2 separate regions of the Mus musculus genome follow, and region 1 is linked to region 2. The links are chromatin contacts, called in public promoter capture Hi-C maps. All regions are on one chromosome and are shown on one strand. Each heading gives the region's core, a stretch centred on a gene start, on an enhancer-like site or on the middle of the called end of the contact. The rest is flanking DNA. Distances are from core to core; before and after follow the strand shown.

Evidence for each region. Promoter capture Hi-C pulls out the DNA fragments that hold promoters and counts their contacts.
Region 1: a promoter capture Hi-C map of hippocampal neurons shows a contact between it and region 2, with 2.2 times the contacts expected there. The contact joins the promoter of Saxo2 here to the enhancer-like site in region 2. A contact is called at or near these places in 3 of 39 promoter capture datasets (the 3T3-L1 cell line, 3T3-L1-derived adipocytes and hippocampal neurons), 1 of 15 datasets of contacts at CTCF or cohesin (the NIH/3T3 cell line) and 1 of 484 Hi-C or Micro-C datasets (the N1E-115 cell line).

What each region holds. Positions count from the first base shown.
Region 1 is chr7:82,646,815-82,653,866 of GRCm38.p6, forward strand. It overlaps Saxo2 (stabilizer of axonemal microtubules 2), which reads right to left and starts at 1,714. Exons shown (of 3, transcript NM_177894.4): 1 at 1,578-1,714. The coding sequence starts at 1,615. It overlaps Efl1 (elongation factor like GTPase 1), which reads left to right and starts at 1,800. Exons shown (of 20, transcript NM_175317.3): 1 at 1,800-1,864; 2 at 2,712-2,817; 3 at 5,067-5,134. The coding sequence starts at 2,727.
Region 2 is chr7:82,277,971-82,284,618 of GRCm38.p6, forward strand. Sh3gl3 (SH3-domain GRB2-like 3) reads left to right here. Exons shown (of 9, transcript NM_017400.7): 7 at 6,085-6,188. Among named protein-coding and RNA genes, the nearest start is that of Gm51492, 16 kb to the right of the region's middle. Within about 2 kb of position 4,376, at least 19 of the 459 cell types and tissues checked have an H3K27ac peak or open chromatin away from gene starts, as enhancers often do. A contact at or near this core is called in hippocampal neurons, where this site is marked.

The DNA of each region.
Region 1 (7,052 bases), core at 464-2,963, 370 kb after region 2:
GAAAAGATGGCATCATGGTTTGAATCTGAGATGTTCACATATTTTGAACCTTTGCTTTCCAGCTGATGGAAACACTCTGGAAGGCTTTTGGAAGCTGGCCTCTACCTGGAAATAAGTTGTAAACAGCAGCCCTTGGAAGATGAGAGCCTGGGTCTTGATTCCACAGGCTTTCTACCTCCTGGTCTGCCAGCATGTAAAAAGTCTTGCTTCGTGTTACATGAACAAGAACCCCACCATGTTTGACTGCCAGGGACTGCACCCTCTCAAACTGTATGCCCAAACAGACCTCCTCTCCTTCGCTGTTTTTACCACAGTGCTACCACAGTGGTGCAAATGTACCTAACAGATAGTCTTCAACAACAAATGAATATGGACAGATCTTCCATCTTTCCTTCCAACAGGAAAGGAGGCAAAAGATGAGAGGTGGTATGGGGAGGGATGATGGTGAAGAATCTTTGCCCCGTTTTGAGACAATGACTCATGAAGGTAGCCAAAGTTTAAAAACCATTGGCTGAGTGGAACTATGTATGTCATAGTAACTACCCATTTTGTCAAAGATTCTTGTACCTCAGTTATAAAACTGAAAGCAGCTAAGGCAGTGCTCTCGCTGCAACTAAGTGTTTGCAAGGGACATTTCGGCAGAAGTTATTAGCCATGCTTCAAAGCCTAAAGGGGATTCCTCTTACATTGGCAGTCCCCCCAGCTCTGTGGATGGTGATATTATTCTTGAAGAATGTAAAGTCCCTAATATAATGAATTTCCTGATGGGTGGATGGGAAAATAACTTAGTTTGTAGATAAATTCAGATTCAAATACATTTTTTTTCTTACATACAAGATTTTGCAGATTCAAGCCTTAAAAGTTATGTTTGCATCTGTTCAAACATACAAACAATGTTTATTACAAAAGGGGCTGAGAAACTGCTCTCAATCAATATGTGTTGTAGCTGGTTGCCCTTAGAAGGGGATTACAAGTACAAAGGGCTTGGCGTTACTCAGTTACTCTTATTCACTTATCAAAGGTGATCTAACCCCTGGGTAAACAGTAAGCTTGAGGATAGAGAAGAATGTGTTTACTGGTGATGTAAAGTTGTTAGGCAGGACTTACAAACCAAACCTGAGGTTTACGGTGAGGACTATTGCCATTTTTGTCTGTCAGAAAGGCCTCAGGAAAATGTTGCCTTGGCAGGAATAAAAATAGAGTTTAGAGGATGGAAGGTTCTGGGTGGCAAACGAAATACCATGGATACTGTTCTTTTAAGTTAACCAATAGAATCGGTGGGTGACTCCATCACTTACCAGCCATATTTGCTCATACTACTTAGCTGATCTGAACTGTATTTTAGCTTAAATCTCTGGATGGGAAGCCTCAGGGAATGCAAAGAAAATAAGTTTTGCCCAGGAGCTAGCCAAGCAGAGGAAATGGGCAGCATTTAGCAGAGCATAAGGTCGGGGGTGGGGGGTGGGGGGTGGGGGTGGAGTAGGGGTCTCCTCCGGTTCAGGCAAGGGAGTCCTTAGGGGGTGTGCGCGGCGGGGCTCGCGGCTCTGCGGACGCCACACCGGGCGGACGTTTCTTACCCGCAGGTGCAAATCTGGCACAGACACCAGTTCCTCATGCTCTGCGCTCCAGCGTCCCCCTCCGCAGGCTTAGGCTGGCACACTTCAGAGCAGCTACAGCGTCCGCCGTCGTCAAGGCGACCGCGGAACTCCAAGTTGAAGGGAAACGACGTGGCTTCCGGTGATGTTCTAGATGCGCGCGGGTCAGAGGTCACAGGCCCACAGGCCCCGCCCCCAGGCTCCTGCGACTTCCGGTCTGAGCTACCCCTGGAGTCTTAGGTGCGTGGGTGAGGTGCGGCGTGGAGCTGGTGAGTGGGGGGACTTGCTAGGGACGCCGGCGACCAGACGGTGACGGAGACCCGGGGGGGTCATGTCGATTGGGCTGGGCGAGGAGTGTCCCGAGCGGCTGCACTTTATAGGGACCCGGTACTCTCAGCGGCAGCGACTCCAGGAACCCAAGAGGAGGAAGGGCATGCAGACCTCGATTTGCTTCTTTTAATTGGAGAGAGGGGTAGAAGGTGTGTCGTGCACCTGGTGTGTTCCTAGGCACGTGATCCAAAAACTTTTAAGGACACTCAGTGCAGTCACAGGGCCGAAGTTCTCATGTCTGATAAAAGCCAGCAAGCTTGACAGAAAGGCAGACTTTTGGAGGGACTGAAGTAGGGAAGGGTGTGTGTGTGTGTGTGTGTGTGTGTGTGTGTGTGAGAGAGAGAGAGAGAGAGAGAGAGAGACTGACTGTCTGTCTCTGGTGTGTGTGTGTGTGTGTGTGTGTGTGTGTGTGTGTGTATGTATGTATGTATGTATGTATGTGAGTGTGAGTGTGACTTAGCCGGGCGCCTCTGCACCTGGCTCCCAACTGCGTGATTCATCGCATGGCAGATCCGGAAACTCCCAGCTCACCCCACAAGTACTGTCAGCAGGATGTGTGGACTTTACCATGGAACATGGGCCTAAAGGACTATATCCCCTCAGGGCCAGAAGGAAATAGATGTGGCTAAACATTCATTGGGTTCTCAGTTAAGGAATCTGAGGCGACTTGTCAGCATCAGCATCTCCCTCTCAGTTTGTCCATTTGGTTTTCGCTGTTGTGCACACCACCCCCACCCCCACCCCCACTAGATTTTGTACCATTTTTAATTTGCATTTAATGTTTAGTCCCAGGAAATAACCATGGTGCTCAGTGGTGTTGATAAGATGATTCGACTTCAGAAGAACACTGCCAACATTAGGAATATCTGTGTTCTGGCTCATGTTGACCACGGTAAGGCTTTTAGAATTGGGTTTTATTAACAAAGAGGAAATGTCTCTGTTTCATTGGAGCGGTGAGAGTGATGCTTGCTAAGGAGTTGTGTGTTGTGCCATGTCAGAGAAGCATGCTGTAGAACGTTTGAAATAAATGGATTAACGGGTGATTGGTGGTCTGCCCAGTATGTCATACAATGCTTTTGAATTTGGATTTTTGTTAAAATATGGAAAAGTTTCTTGAGATGGTAAAATGTCTGTGGTCTTGGTAGAATATATCTTCTATAAATTCTATTTAATTCATCCTATACTGAGCATTTGCTAAGTTGGCAGTGCTTTTTTAGATTTGTCAGGCCCTAGACATTTATGAGGCCAACCTGTCCAGCCAGAGAAGCTTTAGGGAGGAATCGGGGCTTCGTGGTGAGATGGGCTGGGGGTGGGGTGGGTGAGAGTTTTGAGACCTGGAGGATTGGGTAGCAAAGTGGTTAAAAAGAATTGTTAGACGTGCCCCTTGAGGGGCTGTGGGTGATAGGGGGGGGCAAGCAGTACAAATGGAGGTGTGGAGACAGGCAGAAGGAAGCGCGTGTGTCTAAGGTGGGGTTCAGCTGTCTGCTTTATCCTGAGACTACTCTTCATTTGAAACTCTTTCTTCTCATAGCAGCAGCTCAGCATTTAGAGTCCTGTTGAAGCCAAAGCTCCGTATCATTTTAAAGGCGAGGGAGACACAGGCAGGGTCCTGTCACAGACCTCACCATTCCTGTGTGACTCTAAGACAGGATCAAGCTCTCTAGCTCTGGTTAGACATCCGGAGCTCTGAGGTCTTTTCAAATTACTTTCCGTTTGAGTGTCAGTGTGTAGCCCATGTAAAAGGAGGATAAGGAGAATCTCTGCCAGTGGTGAAATAATAGTGAAATGGTCATTAACAGTTTTATTAGCGTGTTGGGAGTCATTAGGAAAAATATAGCAAGGGCAAAGTCCTCCAATTGTAGATGAGATTAGACTGGGAAAGGTGCTTGGCTGGGTTAAAAGGCAGGAAAGAGGCTTGGTGACTCTTGTCATTAACATGAGCTCTGAAGACAAGGAGAGAGGGTGGGTCACTTGTAGAAGATCCAGCTGACACTGAGTTTATATACAAATAAAGTGACTAGCCTGCCCATGGGTACATGTGTGCATGTTTGGAGGATATAAGATCTAGCCAAAGGTTTTACTTTGTTTCTTTATTAATTCTTTTTTTTTTCCCCTTTGAGAATTAAATAGCAGATTGACTAGTGTGTAATATATCAAGCATCAAACATTGTTGACCAAGGGATTCAGCCTTGCCTAATGATGCAAAGTCTCCCTTTTGGTGGTACATTGTAATGGATGTATGTTTGCCATGCTTAGAATGAATTCTGCTCTGTTGCACAGCAGGAAAGTGACTTTCTAGGATTTTTAACTCATTATTTAAGCTCTTCAGAGGTCCCATTGATTAGTCTCTGGTTTATGCTATTATACAGATTCCACAGATTATGTACATACAGACCACAAAAAGCTGTATTGTAGGGAAAATCCAACACTTGTTAGGCCCACTCAACTGTGGAAATTGCATATGCCCATATCATTCCTTAAACACGAGTACTGTTTATGATGCTTGAAATTGTGTTAACTCTGGCAGTATTCTAATAAAGGGAACTGTAAATGTGTACCTGATTATGCAAAGACTTCTTACAGTAGATTTCAGGTTTAGTTTTTAACTGGATTGCATTGGCTACCGCAGTGTAGCCCTCCACAGGCAACAACAGGAAAACACATTTTCTTATTAAATAAGTGCAACAGTTTAATTTGCTAATGTCAGCCAGGGTCACACACAGGTAAATACGACAGAAGACCACATGTTGTAGTTTCCTGGTGATGGTTTACCCAGAATGCCTTTCTGAGCTAAACACTATTACTGTACTTTTGCTTTCTGAGCTTTTAGAGTCTGTGTGGGATGGTTGGTAAGTTATAATAGTCTTGATTGATTTCTTAAAGCTAGCTAGATTATAGTAACAAATATAAACATTTTAAGAGATGGTTTGTATTTTGATCTCATAGTGGTTTCCCCATCAGTTACAAGTCTTACTAAGTTTTACTCTGTAAAGTCTGTCCCATCTTAAGAAAATTTCTGAGCTTAAAATTAATCAGACAACTTTTCAAGTGAGATTGGTGAGGTCTACAGGGAGATAATACAGCATTATTGAATGCTAACCCCTTTAAAACAAATGTATTGTAATTACTGTTGTTTAACAGGAAAAACTACTCTTGCTGATTGTCTTATATCCAGTAATGGAATCATCTCCAGCCGCCTGGCAGGCAAGGTATGTTGTTGGATTTGGTAAATGCTTATTGCATTTTCATGAGTATTAATTAGCTCTCTATAACATCATGATCCATTTGCTTTGTCCTTTAGTGATGTAAACATGTAGAAGGGACTGACAACCCATTAAGTTAATATAAAATAGATGTTGAGAAAAGCTCACTTCCATATTGCGTTCTGTTGCAGCTGTATTTATCCCATATTGGATAAATGCAGAAGTGACATGTGGCAAGTCAGCTGTTCCATGATCGCAAGTCTTCACGGGTGGATGTGTTTGCTGGTCTGAGAGCAAGGCAGAAAAGGCATTACTGATGGAAAGTGGGAAGAGTAAAGACCAGTTTCTGCGCGTTGTACTTGTTTGAGAGGAGCTTTTGCCTAGAGACCAGCAGAGAGTGTCAGTTACCTAAGATCTTGAAGATTGCCTCAGTAAGCTAAGAACCAAAGAAAGGCCTGCGGATCATGTTGAAGATACTGCTTTAGGGGCTGGTGAGATGGCCTAGTAGGGAAAAGTGCTTGCTGTGGGGCCTTATGTCCTCCTGCATTCGATTCTTGGGATCTACATGGTGGGGGAGACTGAGGCAGACCACTCCTACAAATTCTCCTCTGACCTCTGTGCTAGGTTTGCATGCGTACACACACACACACACACCCCACACCCCCACACACACCCCACACCCCCCTCACCCCCCCACACCCACCCCCCGACACACACCCCACACCCCCCTCACCCCCCCCCACACACCCCACACCCCCCTCACCCTCCATCCCCCCCCCACACACACCCACACACACCCCACATCCCCCCTCACCCCCCCACACCCCTCCACACCCACACACACCCACCCACACACCCACACACACACACCCACATACACACCCACACACACACACACACACACACACACACACCCTCCCCTCCACATACACACACCCACACCCACACACACACTCATAACTTTTAGGAGGAAGAGTATGTGTTCTACCTGTAAGTTTAAAGAGTTTAGAATAATTTTCTTCATAGTAACAAAATAAAGAGATATTTCTTTCTTTAATGGATCTAGTATGTAATCAACAAGATTGATCAGGAATAATGAGATGGGAAAATAGAGAAACAAAATTGAATCAACAAAGTGGACACTGGAGACTTAAAAGATAGGATTGGAAATTTGAGGCCATCTGGCGGGCTGGACTCAGTAATGAAGTGCTCCTGTTCCCGCAGCTTGAGAAGGCAGAATGACAGTAACCAAAGTAAGAGGAAATAAACTGTAATCAGGGGAGGTAGAAACCAGATGTGTTAGAGAAAGCACTAGTGAAGCCAAAGATAACAACTAACAAATTTAAACTTAAAATATCGCCCTAATATGAACTGGACTTTAATAACTATCACTGTTGGTTCATCAGTTGTAAGAATGCAGTATACCACACAGTAATGAAGATGTAAATAATAAGAGAAGCCGTTGGGAGGGTGTTTGTGAGAACTGCTATACTTAATAAATTTTCTATAGACATAAATTGTTTAAACTATAAAGTTTGCTAATTAAAATTAACAGTGTAAACAACTTGTGATCACTATGACTAAAACCTTTTTTCTCTTCTTAATTTCCATTGTTGAGGCATAGTTGGTGCTTAGCCAGCTAATGCCATTTGCTGTGACTCGCTGTACTTAGGAAATAGATGAAGTAGAACATATATAGACCTTTTAACTGAATGGCTTAAAGATGAATAGAACTGATAATATCAGCAAGATAGATCAAGAATGAGAAATAGATCAGAATAGGAACAAGAAATGCTGTAGAGATGTAAGAACTAGGATATAATGATCAACTTCTTCATACCAGTAAACTTAATATTGTAATCATTTAAGAAATTGAATTGGTTGGGAAAATTTTTTCACAGAACAGCCCTGATGGCTTAAATAT
Region 2 (6,648 bases), core at 3,126-5,625:
CGTGGCTCCTCTACCAGAACACCGTAAAATATGATGGCACTGGGTGAGCGAGCACCCTTCCCTGGGCTTCTGACCTCAAGAATCAGTTCTAGGGCAGAGTAAGGCATCCTGCTAAGGGCAGGCTCAGTCTCACCCACAGAAGGAGGGAGTGGAATTGGGATTTGTAAACATCTACTCGAAGCAAATGAATAAACAGAGGAAAGTGGCTGAGAAGTATTTAAGGCGCTGTGCTCTGTCCTTGGTGACTTCCTGCTTATGCTTCTGTGGCACCAGGAATTCAGAGGCTGAAATCTCACCCATCAGGGCTGGGAAGGGCTCACTGCCTCCAGCCCTCCTCTTCCACTGTCCTGGATAAGCTATAACAAGAGCTTAAAACACCAGTTATGTGTATGGATACCTTGTCTGTGTGGATGGATGCTTACCGTGTTAGAGCACTGTCTGTGGCTGTGAGCACCGTGTGGGTCCTCTGGGAGAGCAGCGGTGCTCTCAAGTGTTGAGCCATCTCTCCAGGCCCAGTAAGGCAACCGTTTCACCAGCACGTGTATAGAAAAAGTGTTTGCCGAAGCTTTTCCTGAGAGGAGCTTTGAATGAAATGAAGAGACTCAGTCTTTCCTGGGTCTCCAAATGCAGATTATATAACTAACTCTTCCTTGGGCTTTCCGGCTACCAGGCTATTTGTGGAAGTTTTTAGAATGGCTTACTCCTCAAGTCTATAGTCAATGCACACTGCTTTCTCTTTAGACAATATAAACCTTCCAGTCTACATTCTTGTAACTGAGAAACCAGCAGGAGAGCCTAGCTGGACCCACAGTCTGGCACCCCCATGCATGTCCAGCTATATGTGAAATCTCAACCTATGGACTGTCGGAATCCGTCTCTCTCTCTCTCTCTCTCTCTCTCTCTCTCTCTCTCTGTGTGTGTGTGTGTGTGTGTGTGTGTGGCTTGAGTTGTTCATTCCACCATCCCTAAACAGTTTCACTTTGATCTACCGATCTGATGCAGGCTGGTTTTGGGATGGGGGATAGGGAAAGATCGCCTTTAGCCCCTCAGTGCAGTCTTTGCTGATTGTGTTGAGAAGAGTTAGATGCCAGACCGAGGGCCTCACTTCTTGCTTGAGGTCAGGTGACTCCATTGGATAGCCATTTAAGACAGGGAGCGGTTGGGCTCTCTGCATTTCCATGAATCCTAGGGGGCCAGGCCCATGGCTTACTCCTCCAGTGCTGGATTGTGACTGACACACAGAGGGCACCTCCTTTTGGAGAAGGGCCTGTGTGCCATGCAGTTCATGGTCAGGTGGGGCTGCTGCAGACAGGAGGTTGGTTCTGAGGCTTCCTAGCTGTTTCCCGAGGATAACGCATCACCCCCAGGTTTGACTCTTCTCCTCTGAGTCCTTACAACATGGCATTATTAAATATCAGCCTTTGCTCTTGGAAGAAACCAGACATCATGCATTTTAAAAGTGTCTATGTCAGCCTGAAGAGGCCAGGGTGTTGGAGCAGTTACTAGCTGACAGATCCCTCAGCCAGAGATTTCCCTTCATCCATGGACTAATGGAATTACTAAGTTCCAGATTTCTGGGTTCTTTTCATTGGACCAGAGGAGTATTTTCTTTAGGCTTCACTGTGTCTGTCTTTCTGTCTGTCTGTCTGTCTGTCTGTCTGTCTGTCTGTCTGTCTCTCTCTCTCTCTCTCTCTTTCTCTCTCTCTGTGTGTGTGTACACATGCATGTGTGGAGGCCACAGGTTGGTTTTGGGTGTCATCCTCCATCACCCCCCTTACTTTTGAAGTAGAATCTCTCACTGAATCTAGAGCTTACCGATTTGGCCAGACTGGCTGCCAGCAAGTCACAGAGATCCTCTGTCTCCAACTCTCCAGCACTGGGATTGCAGGCACACACCGCTACAAACAGTTTTCTTTTTTTTTTTCCTCTTTTTCTTTTTCTCTCTTTTTCTCTTTCTCTTCCTTTTTCTTCCTTTTCTTTTTCTTTTTCCTCTCTCTCTCTCTTTCTCTCTCTCTTGGTTTTTCGAGACAGGGTTTCTCTGTAGCCCTGGCTGTCCTGGAACTCACTCTGTAGACCAGGCTGGCCTCAAACTCAGAAATCTGCCTGCCTCTGCCTCCCAAGCGCTGGGATTAAAGGTGTGCGCAACCACCGCCCGGCTTTTCTTTTTCTCTTTTCCTTCCTTTATATCTTTCTTTCTTTTAATATGGAGTCCATGGAACTGAACTCACATTCACTGGAAAAAAAAATCCAGAAATTCCAGCTCCTTTGAGAAATCCTAAGCACAGGACTGGGCAGTCACTGGAATGACCACATTTGAAATAGAAGATGACCTCACAGAGATCATGTGCTTTGACTATGAAAGGCTAGCTTGGCAACTTCAATGCCAGTCACACAGTGCCTCCCAGGCATCTGGCTTGGGTGTTGCAGCCTGTTTCTCCCCAGCCACCATTTCTGTAGTCCTCTTTCAGAGAGTGGAGGTGGAGGGCCTTTTTGTAGGCTGTAGGCTTTGAGCCCTGCTTCTTTGGGCAAGCCCAGGTCCATTGTAGTTGGCTCAAATGTCCTCCTCAAGTTCAGATCTCACATGGTTGTTCCTGAAGCTTCCACAACTCCTGGCAACTCTAATCCCCATGGCATCGAGACTCGGCCTCATTCCCAGGGCCAAAATATGTGAGCAGCTTCATATTCTGGAGTGTATTCTTCAGTTTGCAGCGGAAGAGAGGTTATGGAGTTACATGTGTGCATAGGTGTCATGGGTTCTGATGCAGCATTGGTGACTGTCATAGGTGGAGGTTGAGTCTGTATTGTTTGTTTTTTCTCCAGCCCCCCAGCCTAGAGAAGACCAAGGACCATAGAGCTAAGGTAACAGTTTGTTTCCATGAGTCTCAAGGCAGCAGCTTCCATCTCCAGGAAATGGAGACCCTGAGTGGTGCTGCCCACCCTTAGAGTTCTCTTGGTTTGAGAAGAGAAGAAAAAAGTGTTGTTCGTTTTCTGTGACTCCTGTAACAAGTGTCCACAAGCAGCACTGCGGCTAAAGAGTACAAATCGATTGCCTTCTGATCTGGAGGTTGGAAATTAGACTATAGGGGGAGATGGCAGGACTGGAGGCTTGAAGGAAAGAGCCTGCTTTGTCATCCTTTGCAGTCTCTGGAGAGCACAAGAATTCCTTAGCTTTGTGGCTCCTAGCTTGGCTTCATTGCAGTGAGGATGACCTGGAACCCTCTGTCGTTGTCGTCGTCGTCGTCGTCGTCGTCGTCGTCGTCGTCGTCCTCCTCCTCCTCCTCCTCCTCCTCCTCCTCTTCTTCTTCTTCTTCTTCTTTTTCTTCTTCTTCTTCTTTTCCTTTTTTTTTTTTCAAGACAGAGTTTCTCTGTGTAGTCCTAGCTGTCCTGGAACTCACTCTGTAGACCAGGCTGGCCTCAAACTCAGAAATTCGCCTGGCTCTGCCTCTCTGTCTTCCTCTTAAGCACTGGGATTCCTGTCTCTACCTCTGGTTTAGGTAACACTGAGAGTTGAACCCAGGGCTTGGTGCATTCAGGGTCAGCATTCTACCATCTGGGCTGCATTATCAACCCAAAGACAGTTTATAGTTACTTTGGGCTACCTTGGAAACCCAAGATACCACCGTGTTTCAAGGTTGCTAGTGTAACCTATCTGCTGGGTACCCCTTCCTGTACAACCTAGCATATTCATAGCTTTCACCCACAAATGAAACCAACAGGCAGCTTTCAAGTTTCGTAATGTGGCCGATGGAGGGTGTGTTTGCCTGGACAGTCTTTGGCTTTTGCAGGCCCCGAGTTTGTTGCTTTAGCTTGGCTCTGTCCTTCAAGGTATTTAGTTCAAGTTGTACCCTTGGAAGCAGACGCCATCTCTGCTGGTTCACATACAGCTCACGTCCTAGGAGGCAGAGAGAAGCTTCTGACTCCTGACCGTGACCGAGATAATCCAGTTTGAATCTGACTTGCCTTCATCTGACTTGCCCTCAGTAGGAAGAGCCGAGTCTGGTAACTTTGCTGGGCACCCCCTTATGTGCAGGCACCACGTGGAGTGCTGATGTTGCTGTCTCCCAAGCTTTTAGGGGCTCTGGAATCTGTCGCCTTCCCAAAGTCAGCTGCTAAGGGAAGGATTCCAGATGGAGTTCTAGGTTGCATGATCTTAGCTGTCAGAGAGCATAGTTGGTGTGACTCCCACTCACGTGCACGATATTTGTGAACTGCACATGCACGATCAAGTTATTCACCTGGTTGCTTTTAGCCCTCTTTGAATTTTGCAGATAGCTGGCTTAGTTAAAATGAGGCTCAAAACAGACACCTTACTATTTCTAGAGACAGAGAGGTCACGGCGATTTTCACAGAGCGTGCAGCTGTAGCATTGCAAGGGAGCAGTGCTCTATTCTTAGCAGAATCTGCCACGATCATGTCAGGCTGTGGTGCTGGACTTGTTCAAAAGTGTTGGTAAAAGCCAAAGAGGTGAAATGTAAGAAATCCTTGGGTTTTGCAGGGCCCAGGCTGTCCTTGTTTTGTTTATTGGGTTTTGGGAAATGGAGGGCCAGGGCTGTTTTCCTAGCCACAGAGCACGGTAAGGCAAGCACGATGCCAGGGCTTTCCTTAGTCATGCGTGTGCCCACTGCATTCCTGGCATGAGTGGGCTCTGTATATGTTGTAAACACACATTGAAGCTGTGTTTGTAAAACGTGGGCAGGAAGAGTTCTCAACAATACACGAACGCAAATGGATCTGTGGAAGCCAGCAGCTCCCCCGTTGGCTCCTCAGGGAGAAGCAGATGGCGGAGTGAGGAACAACCAGACCCTGCCTCGGATGGTTAGAATGCTATGTAAGAAAAGGCTGCTTGGGCGAAGCCTGCGACGGGCGGTTTTGATTTGTGTCTCTGTGGAGATCTGGAGGTTTTGAGGTTTGGACTGGGAATGGCTGGTTGGGAGGAATTACCTCAATCTTTGGGGGCTTGCTACAGAAGGTTCTAGAAATAAACTTAATCCTGATTTGCTGTGGTGGTTCTTCAGCCCCCCTGATGCAGGTTTCTCTCAGGTCCTTCTTCAAGACTGCAGCTCTTCTGGGCCTTTCTTACAAACTGCTTCCAAACAAAACCTCACAGCACTTGAGAGGAGGAGGAGGCAGTTCAAGGCCAGCCTTGGCTATATAATTGGTATGAGGAGAATGTGGGCAACATGGGACCCTGCCGTAATCCTCTCCCCATTCTCCCCCACCCCAAGTGCCACTGTAATCAGCCACTACCTTCACGAACATTCCAATTTGTGGGAAGAGGAACAATGGGGTCTCCTTGCTCATCCTTTCTGATGTATGTATTTGTGGGAAGAGGAACAATGGGGTCTCCTTGCTCATCCTTTCTGATGTATGTATTTGTGGGGAAGAGGAACAATGGGGTCTCCATGCTCATCCTTTCTGCTGTATGTGGCAGGGAAGATGCTTTGTGAATGGCAGCAGAAACGCAGGGAACATTTATTTGCCCTGGAACAGGTGTGACTTGCCTTATGTCCCCAGTTTCTCTGAGTATATATTAGCTGACTTTGTTCCTTGTTCTGGCTTAACTAGAAAGTACTCACAGGGACATTTCCCTAAGCAAGCTCTCATGCCTACCATTGGTTTCATTTACAGTTGGGAAACTCTTTCCTGCCATCTTTAGATCCATGACTTTTAGAACATTAAAAAACAAACCACTCAGGATATAATTTTATAACCGTAAGAGACAGTCACTGGACCTCCTTTCCCTCAGTCTCTTTTTCATTTTTGTCCCTGCAGTTCTTTTACACAGGAACAATTATGGGTCAGAATTTTGACTGTAGGATGGCAACTCCATCCCTCCATTTGATGCCCTGTCTTTCTACTGGAGATGGGCAAGTTACTGCAGATTCGGAATAACAAATCAACTTGACAGCTCTGATGTGACCTCATGATCCTAGGGCTCCAAGATGGGATGAGATGACATGGACCAGGGCTCAGACAGTTGCCAAGCCGCCTTGCAGAGCTGAGCTGCTGTCACTGGCTTCCTGTTTGCTCTGGGTATCCCAAGGGCTCTGGCCAGCATAGAGTAACTTTGCACTTCTGCCACAGGTAGAGCAAGTGAGCCAGCTGGCTGTGTTTGTAGAGGCGGCATTAGACTATCACAGGCAGTCCACAGAGATCCTCCAGGAGCTGCAGAGCAAGCTGGAGTTGCGGTAAGCACCTTTGCCTCGCTCAGGCAGCATGGAAGCAGCCCCACAGGTAGAGCATTCAGGCACCATGGCTTATCTGTCAGAAGTCAGCTCCCGTGGCTTCCTGGCTGGCTTGGGTTAGTTTACCTGTTAAGGGGTCGAGTGTATGCTCCATCCCCAGCATCTAGGAGTGGGGAGGAAGCCAGCAACACTCAGAACTTTGTAAGAGCCATGAAAAACATTGCCAGGCTGTGTTCATATGACAGTCAACAATATACTTTGAATAATAAAGAAATATTCTTTGTCTTGGGGCTTTGATGGTCAGTGCAGTCCCTACTTTCTGAAAATCGCTAATATCATTTATAGTGCATGCAGTAACTCTCTTAATTAAATTATTGGGCTAAACTTACCGTATGTTTTGACTAGGCTTAATAATAGAAAATTGTTTTACATAGGTTTATGGTAATGAATAAATTCAGAGGGA